Linked DNA regions of Mus musculus: region 1 is linked to region 2. A link is a contact called in public Hi-C data. All regions are on one chromosome and are shown on one strand. Each heading gives the region's core, a stretch centred on a gene start, on an enhancer-like site or on the middle of the called end of the contact. The rest is flanking DNA. Distances are from core to core; before and after follow the strand shown.

Region 1 (6,686 bases), core at 1,733-4,232, 110 kb before region 2:
TCTTTTGGCCAAAAGAAAAGCACAGGGCCAGATCAACTCCACAGGTGGAGAAATAGCTTGTACTTCTTTGGAAATACAAACTCCAAAATCACAGGGAAACTGTGTAGTCTCAGGGAGGAGCTAGATCTAGCATTTTAATTTGGAAAAAAATAATGTAATTTCCAAGTGATCCAAACAGTTACCCCGCCCCCCGCCCCCCCCCACCCCCCATCCCCACTCCCGCCCCCAGCCATCATAGCGCTTGAAGTCTGAATGGAACACAATATCTAGGATCCAATTGCTTCCAATCTCAGAGGGAAAAAGAGCATCCCAGTGACCTGACTTCTGTCAGATGTGTATAATACCCACTCATTAACAAGTCTAGCAGGACTAAGAGGTGAGACCAAAGCTAAAAAGTTAGATCATTGTTATGTCATGCTCATGGTGCTCCCAACCCCACCTCCACTAGCTCTGTGTTCCTCTCTGTCTTCAGATGGCAGTATACTAACAAGCACCTTTCGCTCCAACAACTATGGGCTAACCCACATTGGACTCCAATCCTGAAAACAATCACTGGTAAGTTGAAAGAAACAGATCCGACCTAACTATGGATCCCTACTGGGATGCTTGACCTCCTCATAGTGACAATTTGAATTCATCTCTCCATCTATAGACTTAACAAGGGGAACCCTGGCAGCTTAATTTTACAACAGGCACCTCCACTGCCATGTGGGCAAACACCTACAGGGTCCTTACCACTAAACAGTGTTTTCAATATATATGGGCTCCTGGTCCAAGCATAACCTGAATCATTTCTTAAGAACTTGAAACTGGTTTATATATACCCTTCTGATGGCTGGCCCTAGAGTAGTTTGGGAAGTGTAGGCTGGCAGCATCTGCCCATTGTGAAGGGAAAGATAGGCTTGCTGGGGTATATCGAAAATAAAGCAGAGTAAAGCATAAAATACAGATTCAATTCCTGGTTCTGTGTTATTCTGTTTCTTCCTTATTCAGTTCCCAATGCTTTAAATTTCCCTTGCAGAACCGCCTCCCCAGTCCCTTAGTCTAGACCATTTGCACAACCAATTTCTGAGGGAGGGTTTGTCACCACCAAGCCAAGCAACAACATCTTCCTTGGGCCACAACTACAATCCCAGATGTGAATATATGATTCAGATAGAGTCAGTTCATCCCAGGATTTAAGCTGGCAAGACTAGGAGAGAGACCTCCTTATCTATATTAGACTTGAAGCTGGATGACTTGAGCCAGAAACTGGTGGCCACCATCCGGCTTTCACAGGAAGACAGGCTACATGAAAATGGAAACAACACAGCAGAAGATAGGGCTGGGGGATGGGAATAAGGTCTTGCTAACTGCATGCAAGTTCCTCCATCCAGCTCCAGCCGAATCAAGATCTTCAGGGAATTTACTAGTTCCAAATCAATATGTTTCTTTTACCCTGTATTATTTTGTGTGTGCTAGGGACTGAACCCAATGCCTTGAACAATTTGTCTCTTAGCAATACTTTCATGTGTGTTTATCCATGTTTTTTGCTCCTGTGTACTTCTCAATCCTCTTGCACATAGTCCTCACACAGCCTTTATGCATATACCTGAGTGCACATGTGAGAGAGCATATGCAGTATTTTCCCTTATATCGTAAATTATTTTGTCACAGAAAATGGGAACCTGAGTTTTCTCTTTTTTACAAAAGTCCTAACTATGGCCTTTCTGAAGCCTCGATCGTGCATGACCCCTCCAGACTGTTCCTTAGTCTTTTCTTTCAGCTTAGAGGCTGGAGGGCTTTCACAACAGTCCAGAGTCCTAGTTCAGCTCCCTTCCACTGTCATTATATAAGGATGGAAGGCAAGGATGCTCCAGTACACCCAGTGCTCTGCACAGGGCACTACTCCTAGGTGCTTTAATTCTACATTTGGCCTGCCCTGGTGTAACACATGCAACCTTAAAACTCTCTATCCTGGGCAAAAATCACACAATAAAAGCTGCAGGACTTATGGGAAGTCGGGGAAGGGGCACAACAGTTATATACTTTATCAGTGACATAGTAAAAAGAAACAAGAACCTGATTTAAAAAAAAAAAAGTAGTACCATTTTTCCATGTGTTGAGTGGCTTTAAATTGTGTAATTGCATCAATAAATATTGTTTTACTCCAAAAGCCTGAGGTTGGGTTACAGAAGCAGGTCCTGAGAGACAGCTGTAGTTTTGTGAATTTTGTGAGGCAATGGAAGCCACAGAGGAAGCTGTGACTCCAGAAGGGGGAAGCTGTGACCTAAGGAGGGAGAAGCTGTGACCCCAGGAGGGGTTTGGATGGCCGTGGAGCTGTGTCTAAGCTGTGCTCCTGACTACACTGCTCTCTTCCTGTGTGGCTCAGCTCCACTCAGGAGTTTTCCGCAGTCACCACTTGTTTTTTACTCTAGGAAGTTTCACATAAGCGACGTGAAATCCACATTATGTTCAAATCACTTCCTACTGCATCAGTCTCACTGGAGCAAATCCAAGTTTTCCCAACACATGTTGTCATAAGAAGCCTCACATGAGCCTAATGTATTCATTTTTCATTTTCAAAGAGAACACACTGAGCCTCAGAAAACCAGTGAATGGGGAGCTCTGGGACTATCGTCCAAGTATCACCCAGTGCTCACATGCTCCTGTCACTGGCCTGGCCCACCTGAACCCCAGGCTTTCTTTTGGCACGTGTTTAAACCTACTGAGTCTCAAGGATGCTGGTATCCTGCAACTGAGACCTCAGTGAGTCTCCAGAACTCTGCAGGCCTCAGGTTCCTCCTCTGTCCGATGCTGCACTGCCTGCCCCAGGCCAGGGAGTTCATCTGAGATGGGTCCACATCCTTTGCCACTCATCCACCTCAATTGTGACATGAGTTGGCTGAACATGGGAAGTCGCACATATTGTGCACTACAGCCCATGTGGCTTACACTGCATGATAACTGACATTCATATAGCACGCACCATTGAACAGAAGAGGAAGCAAAGGCCTGCAGAGTGCAGAAGAGTTCCTAAGGTCACAGATAAGGCAGCAACTACAGAGGGATGTAAATCTGGAACTGTGGGTAATTTTGCAACATGCCTGGAGTAAGACCCACAGCAGCCATGGTCCTCCCAGGATCTGTTTGAGTCACTGTGTATTCCAATGACCCCCTCACCATCAACTTAATAGTAAAGGCTTTCCAAGCCATGGATTCTGCAAAGTCTGCCGGCATGAAACCAGTAGCTACTCATTCTAACATTGAGTAACAGCCCTGTTAGGAGCCAAGGTAATCGATTGCTTAACCAATATTTCCTGAAAATTCTCACCAGTGACTCCTTGCCTTCATGCCATGACAAGGCCATCTGGGATTCATTTCCCTTGATGCATTCTTCTCCTACAGAGGTCCTCCTAGAGCTTCCCTGTCCAGAAAGCAGAACTTAATTCTTTTCTACCATCATCAAAGACAAAGTCGAGCCTCTGGTCCACAGGCAATAACTCACTTCCCCAAGTCCCACTGTTAATGAAATTCTAGTGAAGGGTGTTGCTACTCACTCATGGGGCTCAGATCCCAGCCTGAATGCTCTTGGAGCTGGCTCTGAAATTGAGTTTGAGCAGTGTCTATGTCAGTGATCTAGTGTGGTGAAGAGATACCATGACCACAGCAGTTCTCATAAGGAAAGCTTTTAATAGAAGCTGGCCTACAGTTTCAGAGGTTTAGGCTGTTGTTATCATGATAGGGAGCATGGAGGCATGCAGAAAGACATGGTGTTGTGGGAGAAGCCAAGAGTTCTATATCCAAATCCATGAGGAACAGGAAGAGAGAGAGAGAGAGAGAGAGAGAGAGAGAGAGAGAGAGAGAGAGAGAGAGAACCACTGGGCCTGGCTTGGGCTTTTGAAATCTCAAAGCCCACCCCTGGTGACACACTTTCTCGAACAAAACTATACCCCCCTAATCCTGTCCAAGTAGTGTACTTCCTGACGACTAAGCATTCAAACATATGAGCCTATGGGGCCCATTCTTATTCAAACCACCACACGTGGATATAAACTTATTTGGGAGGCAATCTCAGGAACAGGAGTAGAGAAGTCAGTCAAGCTAACACTTATGAACAACTGAGGCTCATTCCTGCTAAAGCTGCCAGGACAGGCTGCATCAGAGAGCTCAGAATCCTCTCACTCAAGGAATAAGGAAGCTGATCAGCCACCATTAACTTAGCTCTGTCTCCAGGAGCATCAACTCTCCTGATTCTTCCAAACCAGCTCATCTGCAAGAGGCCATACCCAGCAAAGCCCTCAAGACAAATGAGAGGTTTTGTGGTAGGATAGAATCAATGTATCTGGGCTTTAAGTACTGATAGGTCAAAGATAACTGCTACACCTGGTTCTTGGTGAATGCTCCATTCTACAAAGTCCTTCAGAACTACTAGAATTAGCTGTGAGTGATGCCGCAGATAGCAGTGTCTAAGTACTTACTGTTTTCTGGTCATATAGCTAAACACCTGCTGAAAATTACCCGTCCACAACAACATCATAGGGTTGATACTATAACAACCTCTCATTTACAGATGAGACAACTGAGCCTTGGAAGGGTTGGATAAAATTCCTATGGTCAGAAGGCTGGGAAGAGGCAATCTTGAGATTTGAGACCAGCCTCCTCTGAGTGCCTTTGCCTTTCTATGCATGCACACTGGCAGAAATCCTAAGGGTGATGGGAACATGTGATACTGCAGGATAAGAAGAGAGGAAGGTATGTGGCAGGAAGGATGTGTGTGGAAACCTCTTCGCCACTGACTCCCTTCCTGTATCTCCCAGGAACAGCATTTCAATGTACTTTCAGGAAACAACTCCTTCCCCAGTCAAACCCCATGCATTTCTGAAGAGCTGACAATACACTGGGATCCCCAACATGACCCAGGCCTGACCAATCCAAGCATTCCAACGCTGCCTCTAGGTCACATGACCTCTGCTGCTGCAGCAATTGCAATCTGTGGTATAATGGCACACTTTCACCTAGGAAGAAGCTCTCTGTCCATGGAGGTTGCTGGACTGAGTGACATACACTACCAAAGACTGCCATTACCTGCCTAAGAAGGGAGTCAGAAGTCAAGCAAACTTTACCAAGGCTTTATCCAGCTCACTAAAATGATTCGTGTTGGGTGCCTAGCTTGATAAATGTTGACACATGCATTGATCCAGGAACACCAAGACATGTGAGAGACAGAACACAACACCAGAGAAAGGTGTTTCACGCCCGGTGGCCACATTATCTGAGCAGTTTCCCCTTCTAAGAGTCTCTCCGTGAATACAGCTGCACAGTACACACTCTCCATGCCTGTATTGTCTCCTTGAATACAGTGCGCCTGAGAGTCACCCATGCTTTCTGTGTACGGAGATTCATTCTTTCTTACTGCTGAGATTTATCCCCTGTGTTGCTATAACGTGGGTTGTTTATGCATTTTGTGATTGGCATTTTGTGTTGTTCCTAGCTTTGGACTATTATAAATAAAATATGTGTGAATATGGATGTAGATTCTTTGTGTAGATGTAAGTTTCAATTCTCTTGGGTAAATACATGGAAATGGAGATGCTGGGAAGCATACTAAAGATATATTGAATTTTTAATAAATAGACTTTTAAGAACCTCTTTTGAGCACCTGCGTCTGGCTGGCTTTCTAAGCTTTTGCTAATTTGATTCAATAAATAGCACTAATTACTGGATCACATTTGAGATGGACTTTGCTATTAAGCATAGCCATAAGGATACTGGGGAATGGATCTCCCAGCAGGAACAGCCATAGTGTTGGTCACAGTTTTCAAGGAAAGACCAGCACTGTACGCAGTGCGGGGCGACATAACATTGAGAATGGGAGTCATGGGATCCCAGGCATTTTACTGATCAACCAACAGGATGTAGCCTCCAAAGATCCAGTAAAATAGGGAACTGAAGGAAAACTCTCCAGACTTCATCCCGAACTCAGAAATTATGATGCCTTAAAGGTAAGGCGGTGGGTTTCAGTGCCAAACTCTAAAGTGCAGGCTCTGGTATGGGAGAGTTGTGGGCTTCCCTTTTGCCCTCGTATTTAGACTGGGGAGATAGTTCATAGGTTAAAGAGCTTGGCTCACAAGTTTGAGGATTGGGGTTTGTATCCCCAGGACCCATATAAATATGGGTAAACCTTCTAGCCTGGCTGTAGTTCTAGCCTCAGGAAGCAGTGGCAAGCTACCTAGCAAAACCATACTGATGAGCTCTGTGTTTGATTGAAATACCTGAAATACTCTGCCTTAATGAATAAGGTCAAAAATTGTTCTAGAATCATTCCTGTCACCAACCTCTGGTGTCCATATGCACATGGTATGCATATGTGCTAACACACATATAAATAAACATGGGACACACACACACTTATGAAATAAAGTTCCTGAGTGTCAAATGCTTCTCTAATAAAATGGAAATAATACTGTCAAAGGTGATTGGACATTTTTCATTGTGTCACATGCTTTACATGTCCCATATAAGTTATTCTCAATTACTTGGATAAATGAAAAGATGAATGAAAAGGTCTCCACTGTTATTATATTACCTGCAGGAAATGAAGGATTCCAGAGGTTAGGGACTGACCCCTGTGCACAGAAAACAGAATGAAAGGTGTCCAAAAAACTTAAAACAGACCTCCTAAGTAATGCAGGAATCCTGCTTCT
Region 2 (7,012 bases), core at 3,090-5,589:
ACCTGGAGCCCAGCCACTAACTAGGCTTTCAAAGGCCCCTGGGATTCCCCTGTCTCCACCTCTAACACTGGAGTTACAGACACTCACCACAGTGCTTGGCTTTTTATGTGGGTGCTGAGATTTGAACCCAGGTCCTCATCCTTGCCCCGCAGGCACTCTTTCCCACTAGGCCACCTCCCTAGTCCTTACATGATGGCATGGGTTCTCCCCACCCCTCCTGGTGGCTGTCCTCCTCAGCCCAGAGTCAACCAGGCCATATTGCAAGGACTCCAAATGTCCATTCTGACGTGCTGGGGGCCTCCATTAGAAAACACAAGTTTCCCAGTCACTGCCTGACACCTGTGTGACCTTGGCAAGGTGCTTCCCAGGCAAAATGAGAACAAACCCCACATCTGTATCCCTGAACTCCTGGTAACCACTAAGAGGCTGTGGCTGGCAGGTGAACTGCTGCTGGAATGTGCCTCACCTTAGAGCAGCCCCTTTGCCTCCAAGCTTGGTGCACTGGTCCCCACTGGAGGATCACTTAGCACCATCAAGCAAAAGCTAATGAGTCAGTTGCCATACTGGGCTCCAAAGGATTCAGTCCTTAAGCAGCATAGGATGCAACCAGAGGGGCCTGGGGACAGCCCAGGTGCCACAGAAGCGTTATACAAGTGGAGAGAACTAGCTCCCGACTGCAACAAGAGTCACACTGTCCTCTGCTCTTCTCTTGAGTTAACTCTGCACTTCCTCCCTTCCAGTGTTTCTCCTGGATCTCACAGTCACTGAAAAAGAGTGCTAAAGAAGAGGTCTGAGGCCCACTCTAAATATACTATTTATTAATCGCCATAGAAAGAGCTGAAAAGTCTGTACCCTGGGAAGCTCCCCAGATCCTGAGGCTGGGCCTCAAATACAAGTGGGTTGGATCCAGAATTACCATCAATGTCACAATTTTCTTCTAACTGCGTGACTTTAAGCAAAGCCCCTTCGCCTGTGCCATGATTTTCTCCCATGAAAATAGGGAATTAAAATAGCAGCCATGTCATAGGCTAGCTGGGAGAGCTGAGTTTATACACACACACACACACACACACACACACACACACACACACACGCACGCACCCACAAGCACACAGGCACACACACCGCACAGTGCCTGGCACCTAGCCCTGTGCCCAGCAGGTGTTCGCTCTGGTCTCTTCACAGAGTTTGAATGAACATGAGAATCACCTGGAGAGCTTTGCCAGCCCTGGTGCTTGGCTCCCACCCCACATTCTAATTTAAAGTCAAAGGGGGTGGGGCCCCTGGCAACAGGGACTTGCAGTACAGGTGGTCTCAAACAGCAGCATGCTTGCTTGAAAAGCATATCTAAGAAGCTGCCTGTGACATAATCCAGTCTTCTCCCTTGCCAAGGCCAGGCACTTCCACTGAATTTTAAAATTCATGAATGTTTATAGGAGGAACCTAGTTAAGTACCTAGCTCTGGGTACTCCTGGATGTGGCCTCCAAACAGACTTTACTTAGAATCTGCAGAAAAAACTGGAGTTGATGCCTCTAAAAAGAGCTGCCTGCGAGGAGGGGTTGAGACAGGAAACTGAGTTCCCACTGAGCCTCTGAGTATCAATGGAGAGCGAGGTTGACCTGCGCACCCAATCCACGGGAACTTGAAGCTGTAGCCTCACCCACAAACCTGCCAGGAGTAGCTCCTCTTCCCACCAAATCCCAAAAAGGGAAACTCTAGAACTTAGCAAAAAGGCATGGGGGAGATTTCAGCCCAAGTTAGGGTGACAGCAAGACAGCTTTCCTGTCTGAGTACTGGCTCCCTGCATGGCAACATGCATCCAGGGCAGACCTGCATCCATTTCTCACTCTCACCCTAAGGACAACAGAAGATGTCCCTGGATAGAGCTCTCCTAAAGTGAACCCCCTGGGAAGCTGGAGGTAGAGCACCTGGGAGTAGCAGGAGGTAGGCTGGGTCAGCACCTTTTCTTGGTTCCAGTTTCCTGGGTGCCCTGGGAGCTTATTTTTGTGCCCCAAGAAAACACCATCTACCACTAACCCAAACTGAGCAGAACTTCCCCACCTTCCCTCCAGATCCCTTATCTCTGGGAAAAGGAAAAACTCATTGGATACTCTTTCTCATCATATACACAGAAAATGATTACCAGTGGGGTGGTAATGTTCCTTTGCCTATTTTTGCTAGGTCTCTTTGTTCAGATTTTTAGGCATGTACACAGATAGCATGCACACACGCACTTGTGAGCTAGCACGCATACACACACACACACACACACACACCCTACGTGGGGGAGGAGGGTGTTGGAGAGTGAAGAGAACACTGTGACTTCAATGCCCAGACTTAAAATCAGTTGGACTTTGGCTCCAGCCATCCTGCTGTCATCTGGCCCACAGTTCTCCTTGCATCCCTCTCACTCAGACCTCATGCTAACCCAGCATCTCTCCCCTGGCTCCTGGCTTACTCTGCATCCTTCACCTCCAAAGTTATTGAGTTCTGGGAATCATTTTAGACACTTGGGGGAGGGGTTAAACAAAAAGGCAAATAGCTCCCTTAATCCCCAAATGCTTTCTCCCATCTGCTGCGACTTTGCCAGTGATAGGACTTGCATAATGAATAAAGGGAAAGGCAAAGTTGATGAATCAAGGTGCTTGAAGGGTGGAGGGGGCCCGTGGAGTCATCTCCAGGCCAGGCAAGGTGTGCAGCGTTGTGATGGCTGCAGCACAGAGAGGAATAGATGGTGAGGGAGAAATGGAATGGGGAAAGAAGAGGTTCTAATCAAGGACCCTCAAAGCTCTGGGGAAGCGCCAGCACTAGGAGGCTTTGGTTCTGGTGCACTCTCCCTAACCTTTGCTTCATTTTCGCTAGTGTACAAGTTGCAGGAGGTACTCACTCTTTCCCTCCGTTCCTCCCTCCCTCCAACACACAAGCACACGGATCATACACGCCCCCCCCCCCACTTCCTTTCAGGTTCGCCTGCCTCTGTTTACCTCCATAAATGGATCCTCTCCCCAAAACGCAAGAGTTTAAAGACCCGGCTATGTGTCTCAAGACCCACCATCATATCTGGTGAGAGGGAACAGGAGGTGGGCGAGGGGAAAAGAGACTTTCCCCTTCCACACTCGGCCTTCACTCCCACCTGTGCTGAGCCCAATGCCTTGCTTGGCTCAATGCTACAAGGGAAAGTTGTCGTCCTGGATGACATTCCCCAATCGGAGACCTTGGGGTGGAGGGAAGCACGGCTGGGGAATGTTGGAGATGGATGGGAAAGGAAAGTGGACCCAAAGAGGGGGGCGAAGGGGAGGCAGCCCACCTGGACATGTGTTCCCTTTGGGGCCGGTGCGCTTTCTCCAGCCCCAGCTTGGTGAAGATGCCCACCAGCACCATGACAGCCACCACCCCGCAGATGATGTAGACGATAAGGTTGGTCTTGTCCTTGGTGGGGTCGTGCAAGGGGTCATCCTTACGCGCTGGGGGCTTGCCCGTGTTAAGCCAGAGTGGCGTGTCGTAGTTGGTACAGGTGCTCTGGTTCAGTCGCCGCTTCTTAAACGTGCAGCAGAACCGGAAGCCACAAGTCCCGCAGCAGAAGATGAAGTCGCCCGAGCTGCAGTTGAACGGCGGGTCCCACTGGCCCATGACATCGAAGTAGCCCCGACAGGAGTCTGGCGTGGGCGCTCGAGTCGGCGGTGCGTCCGAGCCCCCGACGCCCTCGCCGGCCTCTCCGGAGGCGGCTCCGGAGCGGTTGCCCCCTGTGAGCAGCAGTACGCCGCCCAGTTGCGCTAGCTGCCCGTGCCCAGATCGCTCCTGCGCCCGGCACATGCGGGCACACAGCTCGGTGAGGAAGCAGCCGAGAAGCAGCCGAAGGACTCGGCGCATCGTGTCTCCCAACCCGGGCTGGAGCGCTCGGCCGCCGCTGGAGCCGCTACCGCCGCCTCTGGACGCGCGGCCGAAGCTGCCGAGGCTGCTGGCGGGGGCTGCGGGCCGCCGCTGGCCGCACATGCAGGGAGGCGGCGCGGGGCGCTCGGTGGTCGGCGGCCACTGCGCTCGGCTCAGACTGCGTTCGCCTCCAGCGCGACGCGCGCCGAGGAAGGGGGCCGGCCGGGGAGGAGCGCGCCGGGGCCGGGCGGGGACGGAGCAGGAGCGGGGGCCAGCGCGGGGTGCAGGTCCTGCTGGCCACCGGGGGAGGCGGGGGTGGAAAACAGGAGAGAGTCGCTGTGTCCGTAACTCCCTTCCACCCGCCACCCGGGACTCGGCTCCCCACGTCCGCTCGCTCGCAGGATGCTCTTCACCTCTCTAGCACGCCAAGTGCGCTGGAGAGAGAGAGAGAAGCGACACTTGTGGAATGAAGGGAGGGCCAGAGGGAAGGGGGAAGGGGAGGAGGGCGGATAGAGGAGGGGTGGTGGTGAGCGCTAGCTCGAAAGGGGCGGGGGCGCGTAAAGAGGTGACTCGGGCGGGCGGGGGCGAATAGGGGGCGTGCAGAGAGAGCTCGGGCAAAAGCAGCAAGCTCCACCGCTGCCAGGCTCGAAAGAACAGCTCTGATTTCTCGGCAGGTGGAAAGAACCACGGCCGGGACCTCTGGCACCCTCTCGGGGAGAAAGGTGCTCCTCACCCCAAGCAAAGACTCAGAGGTGGTTCCGCCCTCGATTTCCCCCCCTAGGGGTGCGTGCGCAGGAGCTGCGATTGCAATCTGTCGATCAGGGAAGGGGTGACTAGGAGAATCGGGACAGATTAGATGGCTTGCTCACTCCAAGACACACTAGAAGCAGTGTAGACAAGATCTCCCTCCTCCTCCCGGGCGTGCAGGAACTGCCTTGCCCTTTCCGGGGATGCGACCTCATGCCTGGCGCGAGCCTGGGATGGTTCGAGTCCCTGAACAGAGAAGAGGCTGGAACTGGGAAGGTGGGTTAGGTGTCAAACCCCTTGGGCTGTGGTAAGCACCCCAGAACAGGGGCTTGGGAACTCATATTAAAAGCTGGGTGGTCTGGCGAGGCGGTCAGCGGACAAAGCGAAGGCAATGGCTCACCCTGGAAGGGCTCTCCTAAGAACTCCCCTAGCCCTTAGGACCTGCCGCTTTCTGTCCCTCTTCGCCCCCGCAGCGAACGCTGAGCTCCACAGGAGGGCACACAGCGGCGCCGCCTCTGCGCTGGCAGTTTTGGCGCAGCGCAAGGCCTGGGCACTCATCCTCAGCCACTCGTTTCTGCAGCCCGCGCGACAGTCTCCAGAGCAGGCTGTCCCCTGTCCCCACGGAGCCCCCCTTCCCCGACATCCTCACCGAGGTTGTTTCCTTGGCTCCCAGCATCTCTTCTCAACCTTTCCAAATTTGTTCTCTCTTCCTTTCTCCTGACTGATTCCTCCCAGCCCTCCATAAGCCCTCGACCATTTCTCCTATTTCTTCCTGCCCTCTACTTGAATTTGATTTCAATAGCCCCTAAATCAGGATTCACATCAAAGCTGCTAAGCTAAATTTATATCCCCACACGCCCTGGCGTTTTGTTTTTTAATTGTATTAACTGAGTATGCTCTTTGCAGTAGGCTGGGTGAATCACAGAGGAAGCAATGTTTTCTGTTCCCTCTCCTCTTGTTTGGTTTCAGCTGCAGGACTCTTGGGGGAAATTTTCAAAGGACCACGAAGTTGGGCCACATGTAAAATGGTCTGCTGGGATCCTCTTAATTGATAATTTATGAGAGGATTTATTAAGACTGTGTGGCAAGTTTTTTCCAAATCAAAGGGTTTGGCTAAACTCCCCCTCCCTTTGATGAAAGAAGATTTACAAATGCAGCCCAGGGCCACCTTGGTAAACCACACCAGGTCTTAGAGCCAAGACTGACTGCAGTAGAATGTACTCCAACCCATCCCCCACTGTGAAAAGGAAAGAGAACTGCCAACCAGCTTCCTCACCATAGGACCCTGCAAATAGGGTGGGAGGCATATTTGTCATACTGGCAACCCACAACTGCTACCACCTTGTCCATCCCATAAACATTGGTGTGGGAGCTGATGGCAGCTGACATTTCTCTGTGAGTTATAGCACAATCCCTAAGCTTGCTTTTATTAAAAATCAATAACTACTGAGTACCAGACAACCTGGGGTCTTGTAGAGGAATCAGTGAGCTCAGGGGCTCCCTTAATTCTCTGCTTCTTGGTTAATATTATCTTCCCAATAGCAATGAGAGAAACTGAGCCTCAAAGCAATGAGAAAGCTACCCAGGGAGTTTGTGGAGTGAAAGCTATTGACATTTTACCCAGGAACTATGCTTCCAGAGTCTGTGACTGGCCACTTCCTGTCCCTTCCTAACAGACATGCACCCCACCTTTGATTACGTGTTTCTATCTTTAATGTCTCCAAGCACTGCCATGTAAATAACATGACTAAAATGGCCTTGATAATCTGTGTTCCCAGGCACACAGACAAAAACGAATTGTGAAGTATGTTAGCTAGGTGTTTAGTTAATTAAGATTTTTAACAAGTTATGAATCATGAAATTACTTGTCATGAAAGCAAGAGGACCTGAGTTTACCCCCTCAAACCTACATGAGGAAGCAGAGTGTGGTGGCACATACTTAGAATCACATAGCTGGGGGAGAGGACACAGGCAGACCCCTGGGACACTTGGGCCAGCTGTCTTAACCTACTGAGGGGGATCTCCTGACAAAGGGATGGGGTGCTGGAGAGATGGCTGAGCAGTTAGGAGCCCTTACTGTACTTACAGAGGACTCAGCACCCAAATCAGCTGATTTACAGTTTCCTACAGCTCCAGTACTGGTACATGGCACTCTCTGGCCTGCACCGGAACCCACATGCACTTGCTTCACATAAATTCACACAAACACATAAAAAGATAAATCTTTTAAAAATTAAGTTCTTGAGGAATGACACTTGAGGTTGTCATTTGGCCTCAGCACACACAGCTACACATGTGTGTGCACACCTGCACCCATGGGAATATGCCTATCCAGAAAGAGAGAGAGAGAGGGAGAGAGACATGAAGGGGTTAGAAAGAGATCTTTAAGAAATT

Evidence for each region. A called contact is a pair of places that touch in the nucleus more often than the background predicts.
Region 1: a contact with region 2 is called in a Hi-C map of bone marrow-derived macrophages, with 2.1 times the contacts expected there. The contact joins the enhancer-like site here to the promoter of Shisa9 in region 2. A contact is called at or near these places in 5 of 39 promoter capture datasets (the HPC-7 cell line, HPC-7-derived erythroid cells, embryonic stem cells and 2 more), 7 of 484 Hi-C or Micro-C datasets (the HPC-7 cell line, bone marrow-derived macrophages, cerebral cortex and 3 more), 4 of 115 datasets of contacts at active chromatin or transcription factors (astrocytes, bone marrow-derived macrophages, embryonic forebrain and 1 more) and 2 of 9 other capture datasets (adipose tissue and macrophages).

Annotation. Positions count from the first base shown.
Region 1 is chr16:12,086,612-12,093,297 of GRCm38.p6, reverse strand. The region is part of intron 2 of Shisa9 (shisa family member 9); the gene reads right to left. Among named protein-coding and RNA genes, the nearest start is that of Shisa9, 110 kb to the right of the region's middle. Within about 2 kb of position 2,982, at least 12 of the 459 cell types and tissues checked have an H3K27ac peak or open chromatin away from gene starts, as enhancers often do. A contact at or near this core is called in bone marrow-derived macrophages, where this site is marked.
Region 2 is chr16:11,981,440-11,988,451 of GRCm38.p6, reverse strand. Shisa9 (shisa family member 9) reads right to left here and starts at 4,339. Exons shown (of 5, transcript NM_028277.2): 1 at 3,309-4,339. The coding sequence starts at 3,871. Gm32278 (predicted gene, 32278) reads left to right here and starts at 4,707. Exons shown (of 2, transcript NR_155455.1): 1 at 4,707-4,894.